Linked DNA regions of Sus scrofa: region 1 is linked to region 2. Evidence: chromatin contacts called from public Hi-C data. All regions are on one chromosome and are shown on one strand. Each heading gives the region's core, a stretch centred on a gene start, on an enhancer-like site or on the middle of the called end of the contact. The rest is flanking DNA. Distances are from core to core; before and after follow the strand shown.

The links. Hi-C and Micro-C count contacts between places; a contact is called where the count stands out from the background.
Region 1: a Hi-C map of skeletal muscle shows a contact between it and region 2, with 8 times the contacts expected there. The contact joins the promoter of HMGXB3 here to the enhancer-like site in region 2. A contact is called at or near these places in 1 of 5 promoter capture datasets (liver), 19 of 47 Hi-C or Micro-C datasets (alveolar macrophages, embryonic fibroblasts, epiblast stem cells and 11 more) and 1 of 2 datasets of contacts at active chromatin or transcription factors (skeletal muscle).

Annotation. Positions count from the first base shown.
Region 1 is chr2:151,026,236-151,030,709 of Sscrofa11.1, forward strand. It overlaps HMGXB3 (HMG domain-containing protein 3), which reads left to right and starts at 2,541. Exons shown (of 20, transcript XM_021085011.1): 1 at 2,541-2,653. It overlaps SLC26A2 (sulfate transporter), which reads left to right. Exons shown (of 4, transcript XM_021085016.1): 4 at 1-1,248.
Region 2 is chr2:150,731,425-150,735,698 of Sscrofa11.1, forward strand. ARHGEF37 (rho guanine nucleotide exchange factor 37) reads left to right here. Exons shown (of 13, transcript XM_003124090.6): 11 at 1-34; 12 at 922-1,079; 13 at 3,871-4,274. The coding sequence ends at 4,080. Among named protein-coding and RNA genes, the nearest start is that of ARHGEF37, 71 kb to the left of the region's middle. Within about 2 kb of position 1,722, at least 2 of the 83 cell types and tissues checked have an H3K27ac peak or open chromatin away from gene starts, as enhancers often do. A contact at or near this core is called in skeletal muscle, where this site is marked.

The DNA of each region.
Region 1 (4,474 bases), core at 1,291-3,790, 300 kb after region 2:
ACCCGACTAGTATCCATGAGGACGTGGGTTCGATCCCTGGGTTAAGGATCCGGCGTTGCCGTGAGCCGTAGTGTAGGTCGGAGACCTGGCTCGGATCTGGCGTTGTTGTGGTTGTAGGCCGGCAGCTGCAGCTCTGATTCGAACGCTGGCCCGGGAACTTCCTGCAGCAAAAGTGAAATAGTGCTGAAATACTATAAGTATACAATTTTAGTGTTTTTTTTTTTTTTTTTAATGTTAGTTACTTTAGAAATGGAGAATTTAGACATAGGAGTAGGCAAATTATTTTTATAAGATCATTTTTATCCTGACAAGGACAATTTTTTAAAGTGTTTGGCACCTGAAAATAAATCGTTAGGAGAATTAGAGAAGCACATATCAAATGGTGGTTTTTTTTCGGTGTGTGTTTTAGTCTTTTCTTGGCGTGTGAGACAGGGAGGCGTGTGGATGGAGAGAGCTGGCCAAGGAAGGGCACTGATGCCTTCCTGGAGATGCCCTGCTGTACATCTGCTCTGGAATCTGTATAACTTTCTTGGACTTGAATTATGGCTCTGAAATTGGCTGAAGAATTACGATCGTATTAAAAATACCAATAGGAGAATTTCTAACGGAGGGCTTTTTACTTGGCAAACGAACAGCTGGCTTCAGCCAGAGAGGATTTTTAGCAGCAATTTTAAGAAGCTCCTTTTAGGGAGGTTCTCCGACGCCACCTCTCCGGTCCGTAAAGTAATGAGTCGCTTGGAATGAAACCCTCTTGCCTTGTCAGCTCACATCCGTTGGAAGTTCCTGGTTGAGTTCTGACACTGCCATGATTTGTCAAAAATTAGTGTGCACGAATCAGTGTGTATAAAACTTCCTTTTTGGGTCTCCTTTGCCGTTTCTCATATAAGCCCAGGCGATACCAGCGTGACAGGTGAAGGAACCTAAAATCCCAGCCTAAGGACACTGCCTTTCTTCGTAGTTATTCAAGGCTGATGACTTTGTGGAATTTGTCTTATACCACGTATGTCTTTTTTAATTAAAGAAAGTGCCTTGATGCAATTCCGCTGAAATCGCGTCTGGCCCCCTGTGGAGTGAGGGTGGGTTCCGGACGGATTTTGCAGCCTCCGTTGCAGGAGAGGGCAGTCAGTCAGAGGCAGGCCCTGTTCTTCTGATCTCTGTTGGTGATGTTTATCTCATAAGATCCTGTATGTATTGAGATTCAGAGATGTCATTTCATTTGTCTGCTAATAAATTGTTGCGTTCGTAAAATTTTGCTGTGTCTAAGTGATTTAAGGGCAAGGGAGGGGTGGATTCTAACTAAGGAACACACTCGGGTTGCCCCGGGGGTAAAAATGCCATCTCTTTCCCATCAGACCCGTGTCTGTCCTTGGAAAGTCAGGAAGCACAAAGAAGCCTCATTCTCTCCTTTTTGCCTCGGGGTCCTGAGTGAGTCAGCGCTTTGGGGACTCAACTTCTCCACCAGGGGCAAGGCGGGGAGGACAGATTCCAGTCCTTAGGCTGCGGGACTGCTGTTGCCCCCTGTGCTGAAATCACACAACCCAGGTCCGCTTTGCGGCTGTCCCCACACTGAACTCTGAGCCACATCGGCCCTACCCGTGAGGTGGGGCTGCCGCCTCACGTGGACCGAGACGTGGCCACGCAGGGGCACCCGTTGGAAGGACCGCTCTGCGCCCCCCCGCCCCCTCCCCAGATGGAAGCGGGAGCGAGTGCAGGGGCTCGGGGCGGTGGGCACGGCCACGGGGCGGGGAGCTGGACTGAACGGTGCCCTCAGGCCATCTGCCCGCAGCCTCTGGGCCCCGTGCACCTGCTCCCCAGGCTCCCCCCCTCCACCTGGAGGCTCTGCCCCTGCCTGAGCTCCCGTGCGTGGCCTTCGCCCCTCGCACGGCACGGCTGCCTTCACTGTGCCTTTCAGGTCCAGCGGCCACAGGTCAAAGTGTGGCTCTTGGAGAAATACCCACCCGTGATTTCTAAAAAGCCTGGGTCGCGGAGCCCTGTATCCCGAACACCTCGCACTGCAGGCTCTCCTCAGATGACTGCAGCCACGGTCGTGGCTTCCTCTGCCTTACCGTCTGCACGCCAGTGGCCGCCAAGCCTGGTGCCAGCCCGGTCTCTCTCGAACACCGACCAGCAGCTGTGCGACGGTACCGCGGGGCTCTGCCCGCCTTCCCGGGGCCCCTCTCACGCAGCACGCCCCGGACGCCTCCTCTTTAGCTTGTTTTGACCACGATGAGACCTGGCTACGAAAGCCAGAAACCTGGGACATTCTAGGTTTCCTGCCCTCACTGTCTGTCGTTTCTTTTCTAGATGATGCCGCAGCCTGACTGGTTTTCTGTGTCTCTGCAGGGCAGCCTCTGCACTAGTTAGCGATTCCTAAAGAAATAATGGGGCCTTTGCCTCTTGTAGGTGCTTCTCGAACGCTTCGAGGGAAAGGCCGAAACGAACGCTTTGGCCACCAAGACCGTGACAGCTCGGCTCTTGGCTTCACGTCCAGCTCCTGTCCCGCCACACGTCCTCTGCTGGACACGCCTCTGGTGACCTTCGCTGTGGCCCTTTATCGGTACCCCAGGCTCTTGTACATGTTGTTCCCTCTGCCCGGAGTTGCCTCCCAGCCCCACCAGCCGAGCTCCCGGGTCCTCCTTCCAGAAACTTCATGGTAAGTGTCCCTTGCCCGCGGCCACGTTGCCTGTGCCTCTCTCGTGGAGATGCTCCTTGGGGCTGTGTCTGCTCCCGCGAGTGCTCTGGCTGTTCTCTGAAGCGGCACTTACCGCTCCGTATTACTTTCTTCCTCTCATGTATCTCCTGTCCTAACTGGGCTGCTTGAGGGCTGGGCCATGAACCTTATCCCTAGAGCCTCTGTGGCCAGAAGTGGGTATTTTACAGGGTCCGGTATTTCAGGGATTTTTTTAGAGAGGTGATAGAGTATCTGAGCTTTAAAGAGGACATGCCTCTTCTCCCCCATACTTTGTATCACGTAACTCTGAATATACACTTTTTTTTAAAATTTGCTTTTTAGGGCCACACCCTTGGGAAACGGAAGTTCCCAGGCTAGGGGTCAAATCAGAGCTACAGCCACCAGCCTACACCCCAGCCACAGCAACACGGGATCCGAGCCACATCTGCGACCTACACCGCAGCTCACGGCAACGCCGGATCCTTAACCCACCGAGCGAGGTCAGGGCTCGAACCCGCAGCCTCACGGACGCTGGTCGGGCTTGTTTCCACTGAGCCACACCAGGAACTTCCTGAATATACTTTGTATCATGATTACTTAGGAGTGTTTTGCACAATAAACTTGCAAAACGGGGTTGTTTAAATTTTTCGCAGGAGTTCCCGCTGTGGCTGTGCTGCAGTGGGTTAAAGATCCAGCTTGTCTCTGTGGAGGCGTCAGTTCAGTCCCCAGCCAGGGTGGCGGGTTAAGGATCTCTTGCTGCAGCTGTGGTGTGGGTCACCGCTTCAGCTCAGATTTGATCCTTGGACCAGGAATTTCCATATGCCATGGGGTTGGCCAAAAAGGTAATAATTACTACTGGTAATACTAGATCCCCAGTATCTCAGTGGTTACCCAGCGCATGGGTATGTCTGGGGGGAGGGGGGGCGGCTGCTCGCTAACACTGGCGCTTGCGCAGTGAGGCGGTTATGTGCCCCGGGGCAATCACATGGCTCAGGGTTATCAAAGGGCGAGCGGATAGGTGTGCTATGGCGTGGGGCGGGTAGTTTGAGGCGCAGTGTTTTTGTTCTGTTTTGTTGCTGCGGCTGCAGCGGCTCGATGTGGGATCAGCTCCAGACCGGGGATCGAAGCCAGGCTGCAGCCGTGAAGGCACCAAGCCCTAACCCCTGGACCAGCAGGGAGCTCCCAAGGCACAGGCATTTCCAAGCCTGTAGTTGAAGCAAGTCCCGCGTCGCAGGATCCCTTGTCTCAGGTCTCTCGCCCCCTTTGCTCAGCGTCATCTTTCTCAGGCTCCACCGTAAGAAGTAAGGAGCAGGTCTCCTGAAGGTTCGGCCCTGGGCTGGACGGGCCCCCTTGTGTAGCCCACGCCTGCCCTCCGGTGGCCGGAATCTGCTACCGCACCCCACCTCGAAGATGACCACCGTCCAGTAGCGCTGCGCCTGCAAGTTGGGAGACCACCATCGTTCGATGTTATGATTGGCTGGAAGGATGAAATAATAAGAAAAGAAGCAGTGCTGGGCATGAATAGGCAGTCAATAAGTCTTAGCTTCCTTCCCTTAAATTTTGTTTTTCTGTTTAGGGCCACACCTGCAGCATATGGAAGTTCCTGAGCTGAGGGTCAAGTTGAATCGGATCAGAGCTGTGTCTGCGACCTACGCCACAGCTCATGGCAACGCCGTATCCTTAACCCACTGAGCGAGGCCAGGGATCGATCCCGCGTCCTCATGGATCCTAGTTGGGTTCTTAACCTGCTGAGCCACAGGGGGAGCTCCTTCCTTCCTTTTAAATGAAAGAGCCCTTCTTAGG
Region 2 (4,274 bases), core at 472-2,971:
GGCAACAGCAGCCGATGGCTAGTGGACACTGGAGGTACATGGGACTCCACGGGCGCGTCCCCTCCCTTTGGGAAAACCACCAACAGGAGGCAGTGGGGAGACACGGACACACCTGTGGGTGGGAGTCTGGCTGTGCAAACCCAGGATGGGAGTGAACACAGCTGAGTGTGCAGGGCTGGGGGCACAGCCGCTGAGTGTGGTACATGAGATGCCAGAGAGAGAGATTTGGTCTTCCATTGCCACATCCATTATCGGGCGCCTGCTGTGTGCCGGGCACTGTGTGAGGCAGCCAGGACCTCTGCTTTGGGGGCCTCACAGGTCATTGGTGTAGACAGAGGTGTGGCCAGAGCTTCAGTATCACCTCGAAAGACAGAGATACGCAGAGGAGGGGTGCTGGGTCCCTGCTGTGCGGACAGAAGTCTGTTACCCAGAGGGAAGGTGGGGCTGCCCTGTCCCCTGAGTGTGCCACTCGGGTGTGGGTGCCCCAGGGGGAAGCAGGGCGAGCGGCCAGGGGCACAGGGAGCCCGAGAGGACATGGCCCAGTGGACTGTCCTCCACAGAGCGCCTGCGACACTCCAGATGGAATCCGCACAGGATTGTTTCAGGGAGGCCTCACTGGGCTCAGGGGCCCCAGACTTAAAAGGGAGGTAGCAGGACTGACTCAGCGTCGATGTGGGTAATCACCCCTCAATAATCAGAGGCCGGTTCTGGCACTGAGCAAGCTCTCGGGAAGGTTCGAGCAGAAGCCCAAACAGGCAGCGTGGGGCGGGCGGGCTGGTGAGGTGCCTAGATGACCTTTGGCGGCCCGGGGCAGGACAGAGGAGCCGAAGGTAATCTCACCCATGAGTGGTGGTGACTCCCCGCCACCGCGAGGGGTGGGCAGCTGAGCCTCAGCCAGAGAGCCTTCTGCGTGTCTCACAGGACATCGAGGGTACGTGCCGGCCGGGAAACTGGAGCTGTACCGTGTGGCCCCCAGCGAGGAGGACCTCAGAGGACAGGCGAAGCCTCACGAAAACTCCCGCCAGCTGACGCCAGAGCCCACACTGGCCCCGGTCCCCTCTGTCCCAGCGGTGACTCAGGTGAGCCTGGAAGAGGGGCAGGGTTCACATCCCCAGGGCCCCCTGGACGGGGCTTTGGTTTTCCTCCTGTCCGGAGGGGACACCACTGTGAGGCCCGGGCCTGGGTCAGTGGCTGCCCCAGTGTCCTGCCCAGGGCGGGACCTGAGGAAGGAGCCTCTCCGCCCCGCATCAGCCGAGAGCTCCTACCCTCCCCCCCATGAGCAGAGCATGCGGGATGCGCTCTCATTCGCTTGTGTGTGCATTCGCGTCTTGATTCACTCACTGTTGGCCGTCACTCTCCCAGCTGAGACGTACACTGCTGAGCAGGAGTCAGGTCCTGGCCTTCCTCAAATTTATAATTGGGGGATGGAGAAGACAGCAATTAATCAAACAACCAGGCGGATAACCCTAAGTTCCGTAGCGACACGCAGCAGAGCCGTGGTTTGGGGAGGTCAGGAGAGGCTTTCCTAAGAAGACTCGTGCTTGCGCTCAGCTTTGAAGGGTGACTAGGACGGAGTTAGATAAAGGGGTGCGCTGGCGTGGGGATGGGAAGAGCTTTCCAGAAAGCGTGCCTGGCAAACGCAAGGCCCAGGGTCAGGGGAGGACAGGGCGAGTGAGCAACTCACCGGAGGAGGCAGCTGGTCCGGGCTGAGAGGTGCCGCCGGAGCTGGGGGCAGGGCCGGCTGCAGGGCCTGTGGCCTTGGCACGGGCGTCGGTCCTTCTCTTAAAAGCAGTGGGGAACTTGTGCATGCATGTTTGTCACGGCCCTGAGGGGAAACAAGCCATGTCCCTCGGTGGAGGAAGGGGTAAACAGAACGTGGCATATCCACGCGTTCAAATGTCATTCAGCCCCAAGAAAGAACGTGGTGCCAACCCATGCCGCCTCCTGTCACTCGACGCAGAAGTGACCACACGTAACGCAGGGTCCCTTACGGGCTGTTCCGCATGCGGACGGAAGGGAGATCAGTGGTTGGCAGGGGCTGGAGGGAGGGGCGGTGGGAACTGACCGCTGACTGGTCTCGGGTCTCTTTTTGGGGTGATGAGGGTGTTCTGGGAGCAGAGTGGTGATGGTGGCACAACTTGGGCGCATATTAACGACTACCGACTCCGTGTCCTTTGAAAAGGTGCATGTTTGCCTGTGAATTCTGTCTCAACACAGAAAGTGATGGGACGTGTTCGGGGCAGAGTCCTGGGAGGAGGAGGCCTCGTGAGGGCTGATTGAGACCATAAAGCTGGCTGGCACACGGGGCCTCTGTCGACCGAGGCTGCTCTCCCAGTTATCCAGGAGGAGGTTCTCAGGTGATGGAGAAGCAGCAGACAGGACTCAGGCTGAGGGGCCAGGGCCCAGAGGCTTGCACTGAATGGCCAGGGCAGCCAGAGGAGCCTGGAGTGGGCCACGTGAGGGTGGCGCAGAAGCTGGCGGAAGCTGACGTGCAGCTGTAGTACACGCCGGGAAGGCTCTCAGGCCAGTGCCGGGCACAGTAGCTAGAAGTGGTACACCAGGGCTGCCTCCTGCTTGGTGTTCCCCACAAAGTACCACGGGAGAGCCTGGCCACCCACCTTAGCCCCAGCGCCAGCCACTCTGGGCAGCGTCCCTGGAACCTCCACCCAGGGGCTCATGTCGTGGGCTCAGCTGCCCATCTGCCCAGACACATCCGCTGCTTCCTCTTTGTCCACGGGGCCGCTCAGCGGGACTCCCATGGGGCCACCGCAGTTCTCTCTTGCCCCTGAGTGTTCCTGGCGTTGGCCCACAGTGGTAAAAGTCGTGGTAAAAGTAACCAAAGGAGGGAGTTCCCGTCGTGGCTCAGTGGTTAAAGAATCCGACTAGGATCCATGAGGATGTAGGTTCCACCCCTGGCCTCACTCAGTGGGTTAAGGATCCGGCATTACTGTGAGCTGTGGCGTAGGTTGCAGACATGGCTCGGATCTGGCGTTGCTGTGGCTGTGGTGTAGGCTGGCAGCTGTAGCTCCGATGGGACCCCTCGTCTGGGAACCTTCATGTGCCGTGGGTGCAGCCCTGAAAAGGGGGAGAAAAAAAAAAAGAGAAACACCCAAAGCAGCATGGAATTGTTCAACTCTCGTATTTAGCAGGCAGAAGCCTCCATTCAGTTCCCGCCATAACCTGGAGGGAAGGGCGTCCTTGCTTCCGTTTCACGGATGATGAACCTCAGGCCGCGAGAGGTGAAATAGCCTAATAAATGCCCTCCCCTCCGGCTTTTTTTCCACCTTTCCTTAAAGAGTGACACGGTCGCCCAAGCTCCTTGTCCCTACGCTAAGCCGAGGATGGGCCTGGGTGGATGGTAGCCTCTGATCTCAGAAGGGCGGTCAGCCCTCTGCCCGGGGAGCTGGACTGAGAGCACGTCTTCTGAGACCAGACAGGCCCAGCTTCTCTGCTGTGTGATTCTGAATAAATTCCTTCACTTCTCTGAGTCTCATCTTCCTTATCAGACAAACAGAGCAGGCGTTCTCTTACGGCACAGCAGGTTGGGGGTCTGGCATTGTCAGCTTGGGTCACTGGTGTGGGGTGGGTTGGATCCTTGGCTGGGAGCTTCCACATGCTGCGGGCACAGCCAGAAAATGGGCTCCAACAGAAGTGTGGGATTGCAGGGATCAAAACCAAGCAAAGAGGCTGCCACGCAGCTGCTGTCAGCAGTGGGGGCAGCAGGAGGCGCGGCGTCTTCGGACGGGGATGTCTTTGGGAGGCAGTGGCTGCTCAGCGCAGGGGACTGAGGCGGGGGAAGGGACAGGCAGCTTCTCCGGCCTGGGTCTGTGCCCCCCTGACCGCTGCCGTGTCGTCCTCCCTGTGTTTCAGGTGGTGGCAGTGTGCCCCTTTGCGGCCAGAAGCAGCCATGAAGTGAGCCTGCAGGCCGGCCAGCAGGTGACTGTCCTGGAGGCCCAGGACAAGAAGGGGAACCCGGAATGGAGCCTCGTGGAAGTGAACGGACAGAGGGGCTACGTGCCTTCCAGCTTCCTGGCCAGGGTCCCCGGCCCAGCTCCGTGGGGCTGGAGTCTGCCCTCTTAGGGTGCCCTCCTTGGCGCTTACGTTCCAAGAGCCTTAGAGGCTGTGGCCCCAGGAAGAGGAGACGCAGAGAGCAGGCGCAGTGGAAGGGGACGTCAGGCCAGGGTGGGGTGACGGGAGCCAGAAGAGGCGGGTGGGCCTGGGGTGCTGGGGTGGGTGCGCAGGAAGGGCTCCACCAGGACGGCTCGTCACGCCTG